2 separate regions of the Mus musculus genome follow, and region 2 is linked to region 1. A link is a contact called in public promoter capture Hi-C data. All regions are on one chromosome and are shown on one strand. Each heading gives the region's core, a stretch centred on a gene start, on an enhancer-like site or on the middle of the called end of the contact. The rest is flanking DNA. Distances are from core to core; before and after follow the strand shown. Region 1 overlaps Btbd9 (BTB (POZ) domain containing 9). Region 2 overlaps Dnah8 (dynein, axonemal, heavy chain 8).

The links. Capture Hi-C pulls out chosen DNA fragments and counts their contacts.
Region 2: a promoter capture Hi-C map of pancreatic islet shows a contact between it and region 1. The contact joins two enhancer-like sites. A contact is called at or near these places in 2 of 39 promoter capture datasets (pre-B cells and stem cell-derived epiblast-like cells), 1 of 484 Hi-C or Micro-C datasets (the HL-1 cell line), 1 of 115 datasets of contacts at active chromatin or transcription factors (bone marrow-derived macrophages) and 2 of 9 other capture datasets (adipose tissue and pancreatic islet).

Annotation. Positions count from the first base shown.
Region 1 is chr17:30,305,150-30,309,024 of GRCm38.p6, reverse strand. The region is part of intron 7 of Btbd9 (BTB (POZ) domain containing 9); the gene reads left to right. Among named protein-coding and RNA genes, the nearest start is that of Btbd9, 270 kb to the left of the region's middle. Within about 2 kb of position 1,949, at least 13 of the 459 cell types and tissues checked have an H3K27ac peak or open chromatin away from gene starts, as enhancers often do. A contact at or near this core is called in pancreatic islet, where this site is marked.
Region 2 is chr17:30,656,415-30,660,289 of GRCm38.p6, reverse strand. Dnah8 (dynein, axonemal, heavy chain 8) reads right to left here. Exons shown (of 93, transcript NM_013811.3): 9 at 3,600-3,713; 10 at 3,297-3,404; 11 at 2,220-2,321. Among named protein-coding and RNA genes, the nearest start is that of Dnah8, 31 kb to the right of the region's middle. Within about 2 kb of position 2,034, at least 105 of the 459 cell types and tissues checked have an H3K27ac peak or open chromatin away from gene starts, as enhancers often do. A contact at or near this core is called in pancreatic islet, where this site is marked.

The DNA.
Region 1 (3,875 bases), core at 700-3,199:
ATTTTGTATAATAAACAATTAACTGCCTGCTTCTGACATTTCAAAGTTAATGTGGGAAAGTTATACAACAGTCACAGTGAGCGTCACCTCCCCAAGTGAAGTGGCAAATGGCTATCAGCCTCTAGTTCCGAGGCCCTGTTATTCCTCTCTGCACACCCTGAACCTCTTTGCTGGCAGCCGGCAGGCCATTGTCTTTGATAAACAAGATAATTGATATAAATGGAGGTGTTCTTCTCTGAAATGGTTCTGCAATTGCAGGTTTTTCAGGCTGGAGGTATAATTTTCCTTGTGTCCCATTACTGTTAATCTCTAAATAGATAGATTAGTTAATCTGCCTGCCTTCCATGGGAAGACACTGGGTGAGTCACCCCTCAGCAAAGCCCACAAAACATCAGGTGAAACTAGGGCACAGGAGAAATGATGAGCAGTCGCAGTGACGATCAGGAACATGTGCGTTTTGAGCAGGAGGCTTAGAGCTTCGAGCTAAGAAGAGGTGCATCCTCCTCAGGAAGAGGACGGCTGGCTCTGCCGTGTGGACACTGGGCGCACAGCGAGGAGAGCTGCAGCGCCGGCGTGTGCTTGCTTGCTGCTGCTTTGTTCGAATGGACTAGGCTTTGCAAAGCCTACTTCGTATCATAAGTTAATGCTCAGCCTTCTCAGCCCTCCATTGGGTGGCTTTCTTTATGAAATGTCAAGGATCTAGACTACAGAAGAGCGATGCAAGTTTGCACCCAGTTGTGAAGTCTGCTCTGAAAAACCGCATACATGCACACGTATGTCTGTGTGTGTTTGGTGTACACATACATACATATATGCACAAATGTGTGTATATGTGAAGTGTGACAAGGAAGAATGAATGGGAAGGCATGTGGGCATGAGTCTGGGGGAGAGGCATATGGTCTATCCATGACTCCCCAGAGGAATGCTGTGCATCTTATCACTTAGGGACATGACGGTTTGAAACCATAATAAGCAGCCTTTGGACTGCCTTGGACATTATAATATTTAGGTTAAAGACCAGTTTGCACTCTGAGTAAGGCAAGTCATAGTAAGATGAGCTGTCTCCCAGGCCAGTCCTCTGTGGCAGGGTTATCACACCACCTTTCCGATCCAGCACGCCAAGGGTGCTTTACTGGCCAGTTTAATGTCATCTCTTCGCTGAGCGGTGGGCTTCCCCCGCCTCCTTCCACTTTTGAAAGGTTAGCCTTTCTTCAGAACAGTGCAGGTTTCCTGCAACATCTGTCAGCTTGGCAACGAGCACACCCCAAGGAAATGATGAACATTTGAAGACCATCTAAATACTTGAGGGACCTTTCCTCTTCTCCCCTCTCTCTTTCTGATCCTCTCTTCTCCTGTTTCTCCTAAGAATAGTGGGACAGCCACCTGGCATTTGTCGCTCGCTCACAGTCGCTTACTGCTGATAAAGTGTAAGCCCACTTACAGCTGTGACTTGTTTTTTAAATGAGTTTTGATTTACTCCTTGCGTTGTGATAGCCCTTGGAACCTTGAAGCAGAACCAGCCCGGAAGGCAGCTATGGGCAGAAGCTTTTGTTTAAGGAAAAGAGACTGCTCGGCCCTGGACCGTGAGCACAAAGACGTCTCTGCTCTAATGACTCAGATGATCTTGATCTGATTCAGTAGGTCAGAAATTGCTGTCCCCAGCAAATATCGACCAGAGGGAACTGCTTTCTCGGTTATTCTGAAACTGCCGGCTGCATATTACACTAGCAGGTGCTAATAGTTTTTTGCAGGTCAGTAGAATTGTTATTGGCTCTTCCTTCCTTTCCCCAATCCTTTTACAATCGCAAGGTGGTGTCTCCTGAGCACACAGATCTCCTTGTATGACTCGGATTTGAAATCCCAGGCCTACCCACCATTCCTTAGGGAAGACCTGGCTCTTGGTTACTAGGGAAGGACGACATGAAGAGCTCATTTGAAACTGAAACTCAAACCTCACCGAACTGAGCAGCTAGTGTCACAGAAGGTGGAGAGAAAGAGGGGGCAGCTCTCCTTGTCACACAATAGAGAATTGAAGTCGAGGATGGTTAAATGGCTTCCTTAAGATTGCCTAGAAAGCTGGACTCACAGTCACAATTAGTTTGGGGGGGTCTCTGCTCTCTAGCCTTTGCCTGTTGTAGCAGAAGATAGGGCAGGTGGAGTGGGTGGGGAATTGCCATTTCTCCCTGAAGTATGGAGACCTGAGCTGGGGAGGGCTAGAATGCAGAACCAAGATCTTCCTAACAGATGTAAAAGGATTAGAATGTCATTTTAAAATGCTGTGTTTATTTTGTATACTCCCAAGCACTGACTATAGGCTACTAAAGAGCAGTGGAAGATAAGTTTTATTCTATTTCAGACAAACCTTTTTAAAACCACACTCTAAATTTACAAAAGCCATAGCATCATTTATTTCCTCCGTGTAGATTAACCTTGGCTCCAGAATGCCATGTGAACTGTGGGTTCGGCATGGCATTTTCTGGTACCTCCAACCCTTGTGCTGAGAGAGTGTTAGGCTAGCCTGGGAGCTGGGCAGCCATGTTCCCCACGTTCCCAGTAGTGCACACCCGCCCCCCCCCCCAACCCAGTGTACCATCACCTCAGCTCCATGGCTCTGATAGTGCCTGAGTTGAACACTGAGAGGCTTGAGAGACAAGCTGTTCCCTTGGCCATGCCCTGGGGCTTGGTGAAAGAGCCCTGTGGTCAGAAGCTGTCCTACCCTGACCCACTCCTCTCTCCTCGGGCCAGTTGTGTTCTCCCAAGATCCCTCTCTGCTAGGCCATCCAGGGCAACAGGGGGCCACAGCCTCTGAGAACCCACTGTTCCTGTGAGCCTTCTCTCTAGGCCTCAAGAGGCTATGCAGGAAGCAGATACAGAGTGGCTTCTCTGTAATGTCTGGAGCCCATGTGACATTTGAATTCTTCACTATTGCTTCAACTTTTAGTGAAAGCTTAAATATTATAGTCAGTGATGCATTCTCACATTTTAAGAAACATTCTCACAAGCCAGGCATGGTGGCGCTTACCTTTAATCCCAACACTCGTGAGGCAGAGGCAGGCTGATCTCTGAGTTGGAGGCCAGCCTGGTCTACAGAGTGAGTTCCAGGACAGCCAGGGCTACATAGAGAAACCCTGTCTCGTAAAACCACACACACACACACACACACACACACACACACACACAAAGAAAGAAAAAAGAGAAACATTCTCACATTTTAAGACTTGAGGGCTATTTGTAATCCTAGAACCAATCTAACTTAAACTTGTTGAATTCAGAACCAGATGCAGTCTCCAGCTTAGAGACAAGCTACCAGGTTATTAAAGGGTAGTTAGACATAATAATAACTTCCTAACAAGAGCATTAAACTTCTGCATCTGTGGGGCTTTTCTGAGGCTTTTGCACATTCTTGTTCCCTGAGCAGGGTAAAAAGCTACTCCCCAATAGGACATCTCTACTCTCTGGTCACAAGATTGTGATCTGACAAGCTACTTAATCCAGTAACGTGGAACAAGGACATTCGTTGGTTTCAGTATCTTCCAAGACATAAGGAAAAATAATCCCTGCAAATCTTACAGCACATGCACAGCACGACACCCTCCTGTGCAGTTCCAGTGACTGTTGTGTGCTGGGTATTTTTCCAGGCTAGCAGTACGGAAAACCTCTCGGAGCAGAGGTTGTCTCTCTCTGGCAGATTGTGTCACTGCATTGAAAAATTGCCTGAGTTCAGACACAGGGCTGGATGCCTGGCTGTCTCTTCTTACAGCTGGAAATACCTTTGCCCAGGCTTTCAAAGGCCAGTGTGAACACAGAGTGAATTTGATGGCCTCTGTCAGCGTGCATACGTGAGGTCCATTGTCCTTAGCCCCCCTCTCTGCAGC
Region 2 (3,875 bases), core at 785-3,284, 350 kb before region 1:
ACCCTTTCCTCCCCAACTTACTTCTTATTTATGATGTTTTGTCCAGGAATAGAAACCTTGACTAAAACAGCTGGCCAGAATGTTGAAAATGAGAGACTGGGTGCTCAGCACTCAAGGGGACAAGGGGACACCTAGCAACACCCCCTCCCCAACCAAGGATTGGGAATACTGAGGGAGGAGGAAGACGAAGAAGGATGTCAGAGCGGGAAGAGGGTTTGGAGGGCTGCGACATGTTGTTTTCTGGACATAACACAGCTGTTGTATTTATTAACTCTTGGCCGCTGCAGTTCCCTGAGTAGGACCTGCACGAGATCGAGCCAGCCAGACATCAGGCTTGGATGAGGAGGGTGAGCTCCAGGCCCCCCCTCTTATTGCTGACAGATTATGCTTGTAGGTGTGGAATGTCCTTCTTTCAGAAGGCTTTGGCTACAAGTGGGATTCTCAGCTCCTGGGGACAGTCCCATACCAGTGTATTAAATGGACTTAGTGGATCATTAAAAAAAAAAAAAAAAAACAAAAAAAAAACAAGAAGTTGGGAGAAGATACTGTTATGGTTTGTCTATGCTCAGCCCAGGGAGTGTCACTATTAGAAAGTATGGCCTTGTTGGAGTAGGTGTGTCACTGTGGATGTGGGCTTTAAGACCCTCATCCTAGCTGCCTGGAAGCCAGTCTTCCATTAGCAGCCTTCAGATGAAGCTGTAGAACTCTCAGCTCCTCCAGCATCATGCCTGCTTGGATGCTGCCATGTTCCTGCCTGGATAATGGACTGAACCTCTGAACCTGTAGGCCAGCCCCAGTTAAATGTCCTTTCCGAGACACGTGGTCACGGTGTCTCGAAGCCACAATGGAACCCTGACTAAGAGCCATTCCCTATTTCTTGGCTGTCCTTGCCCTTTGCACTGGTTCCGGGGCACTTCTAGGTTTGTTTTTTTCTGAGACTTTTTTCTTTGCTCACTCTGGCACTCTGAGCCTTCCCTGGCTCAGCTCATCTTCCCTTCGGATAAATGATCCTGTCCTGGCACGTGCAGTTTCTTTTATTTATTTATTTATTTTTATTTTATTTTTTATCTAGTTAGGTTTTTTTTGTTTTGTTTTGTTTTGTTTTTGTCTCCACTTGTTAGGTGTAGTCTCTGGACACATTTCAAAGCATCTTCCAAACGCTTGTGCTCTGCTGTCAAAGGGAGAAAGCTGTGTCCAGATGTTCATGTCTCCCTGAAGGTAGCTCCCTGTTGCTTGAGGCCCCTGAGCTCATTCCTTAAGTTACTGAGAGCTGTTTTGCTTCTCGGTGTTTGATGGTTCTTCTCTTTGTCTGTTAGTGCTCTTGATCCCAGGAAAAGAATCTGTGCTTCTCAGGACTGACAATCAAGTCCCACGTGAATGTATGCAGGAGAAGAGATAGCTACAACCTCAATGAATAACGGCAGATGAGTCCTCCTCACAACTATTTTTCCCTTTGCCCATCCATTTCTTCACCTTCTGTTGCTGTTGTTTGAGAACAGGAATCCCATGTAGCCCAGGGTGGCCTCAAGCTCCCTGTGTAGCCAAAGTTGACCTTGAATTCCCAATGTTCCCATCTCTACCAACCCCACACTAGGGCAACAGCGATGTGCCTCCAGGCCTCTTTTATGGGATGCCAGAGAGGAGGCCCAGAGGTTTATGCACGCTTAGTAAGCTTTCTACCAATCCAGCTACATCCTTAGCCCAGTTTCTCCACACTTCTAGAATAAGTGCCTCAGCTTCCTATTTTCCTTCTGTAATTTGAGCACAGGTACTTGTCTAAGGCTACTGGGGGCGGGGCAGGGGGAGGGGCATCTGCCCGGGTCTCTTCTGGGCTGGTTAGTGTTGCTGTCCAACACTGCACACCTGCCAGTCAGAGCCCACTTCAGTTAGTTTTTTCACTTCTCCTGCTACTTTAACTTGCTCTTCTCATTGTTGACTTATAAAATACTTTGTTACTTTGAGTCGTCCAGGGGAAGGGAGCATTGCGCATGCGTGCAGGCGCCTACAGAGCCAAAGGGTTCCGGATTCTCACGGCGCTCTCTACCACTGAGCCAGCTCTCTGACTCCACCAGAGTGAACTATGACAATCCTCTTTTATATTCCCACACTACTCCGTGACGGCTTCCGAGGGAGCACGGTTTCATGAATGAACAAAGGGAACAAGATTGAGCTGCCAGTTGAGAGCTTTGCTTTATGAAAAATGAAACGCTTTTACAAACCTGGATTTTTTTTAGTACAGCTGGCGTTTCCTGGTCCCACACATGGTTTGTTCCGCCGTCAGTAATGTATGCTTTGCAGGCTGTTACCATCTGATTTGTCACCTAAAATAAAGGTAGGTACAAAGTGGCTATAGGTGAATGGCGTTTAAAAGCATAATACATGCGATAAATAATTAATTTGTGGAGTACATAAGTCACAAAATTAAAAACAACAACAAACAAAACACAAATGAAATCAAAATAAAGAAAACCCAAAACATTTACCTACTGCAATTATGTCACTGTCCCTGGGGTCATGACTCCCAAAGTCAAACACATTTTCTATTTGTCTAGTACACTTCCATTTAAGTCCTGACCTAGTCCAAAGTAATGAATGACAGCCACTTAAAAAGGTTACAGGAGAGGGTTAGAGAGTTGGCTCAGCAGTTAAGAGCACTGACTGTTCTTCCAAAGGACCGGGGTTCAATTCCCAGCACCCATGTGGCAGCTCACAGCTGTCTGCAACTCCAGTTCCAGGACCCAACATCCTCACTAAGGCACGTACAAATGCAAAACACAGAATGCATATACAGGCAAAACACAGATGCACATAAAAAAATTTTTTTTTTTTTAAAAAGGGAAAAAGATGGTTGAGTGGAGGACTACAGATCAATGCTTGCCCTGCATGCTCAAAACCTTGGGTTCCATCACTTCAGACAGGTGAACCTCAGGAGATAGAGGCAGGGGCATCAGAGGTTCAAGGTCATCTGCCCTCCACAACATAAAAGAATTTGAGACCAGCCTGGGAAACATCCTGGGCAGAGGGGGAGAGGGAGCGGGAGGGAGAGAACTCGCCATGGTGGGCTGGTAAGATGGCTCAGCAAGTCAAGGCACTTGCCTCACAAGCCAGGCAACCTGGGTTCATTCCCAGGAACACAGGGAGAGGTAGAACAGAACAGACCCTACAAAGTATCCTCTGACCTCCCCGGGCTGCTGTGGCATGCCAACATCAAACACACACACCACCACACCACTGCCGCCGCAGCTGCCACTGCCGACTAAGACTAGGACTATGACTACGAAGACAAAGGCGCTCACCTTGATGAATAATGACGTCATCCTCTCTGATGTATTATAATACCTCGACACACTGTGAATCATTCTGATGGCATTGATCAGGTTCTGTATCCCGTGTGCCATGGAAACCTAAAGTCATCCAGATACAGGAAGTAAATTCTATCATACACGTGATCCCGGTTTGCTTCCAACGGCTGCGACCACACGCTGCGGCCAAATGCTTTAACAGTGCAAGTTAACTTTAGGAACCCTGATTCTTAGTCTTCTGGACTCTGAGCCACCCCTCCAGACCCTAGAAAACCCCACCATCAGGAGCGTGCTCACCAGGTCGTAGTTATAGAGGGGCTGACACACTTTCTCCAGGGTGTACAAATAGCGCACGTTATCCTTTGATTCATTAGCGGAGTCGGTGATTCGTGCGTCCAAATCCCGCCAGTTCTAAGGAATCAAAATTTGTATAAGAATCCAATTATCAACCTAAATATCTCACTGTGCTTCAATTTAGTCACGAAACTCAAGCTGTTTTCCCTGAGCAAACAGACCCTGTCCAAATCTGACTGGTATAACTTCTTTTTCTTCGTGAAAAGGATTCACTTGAGC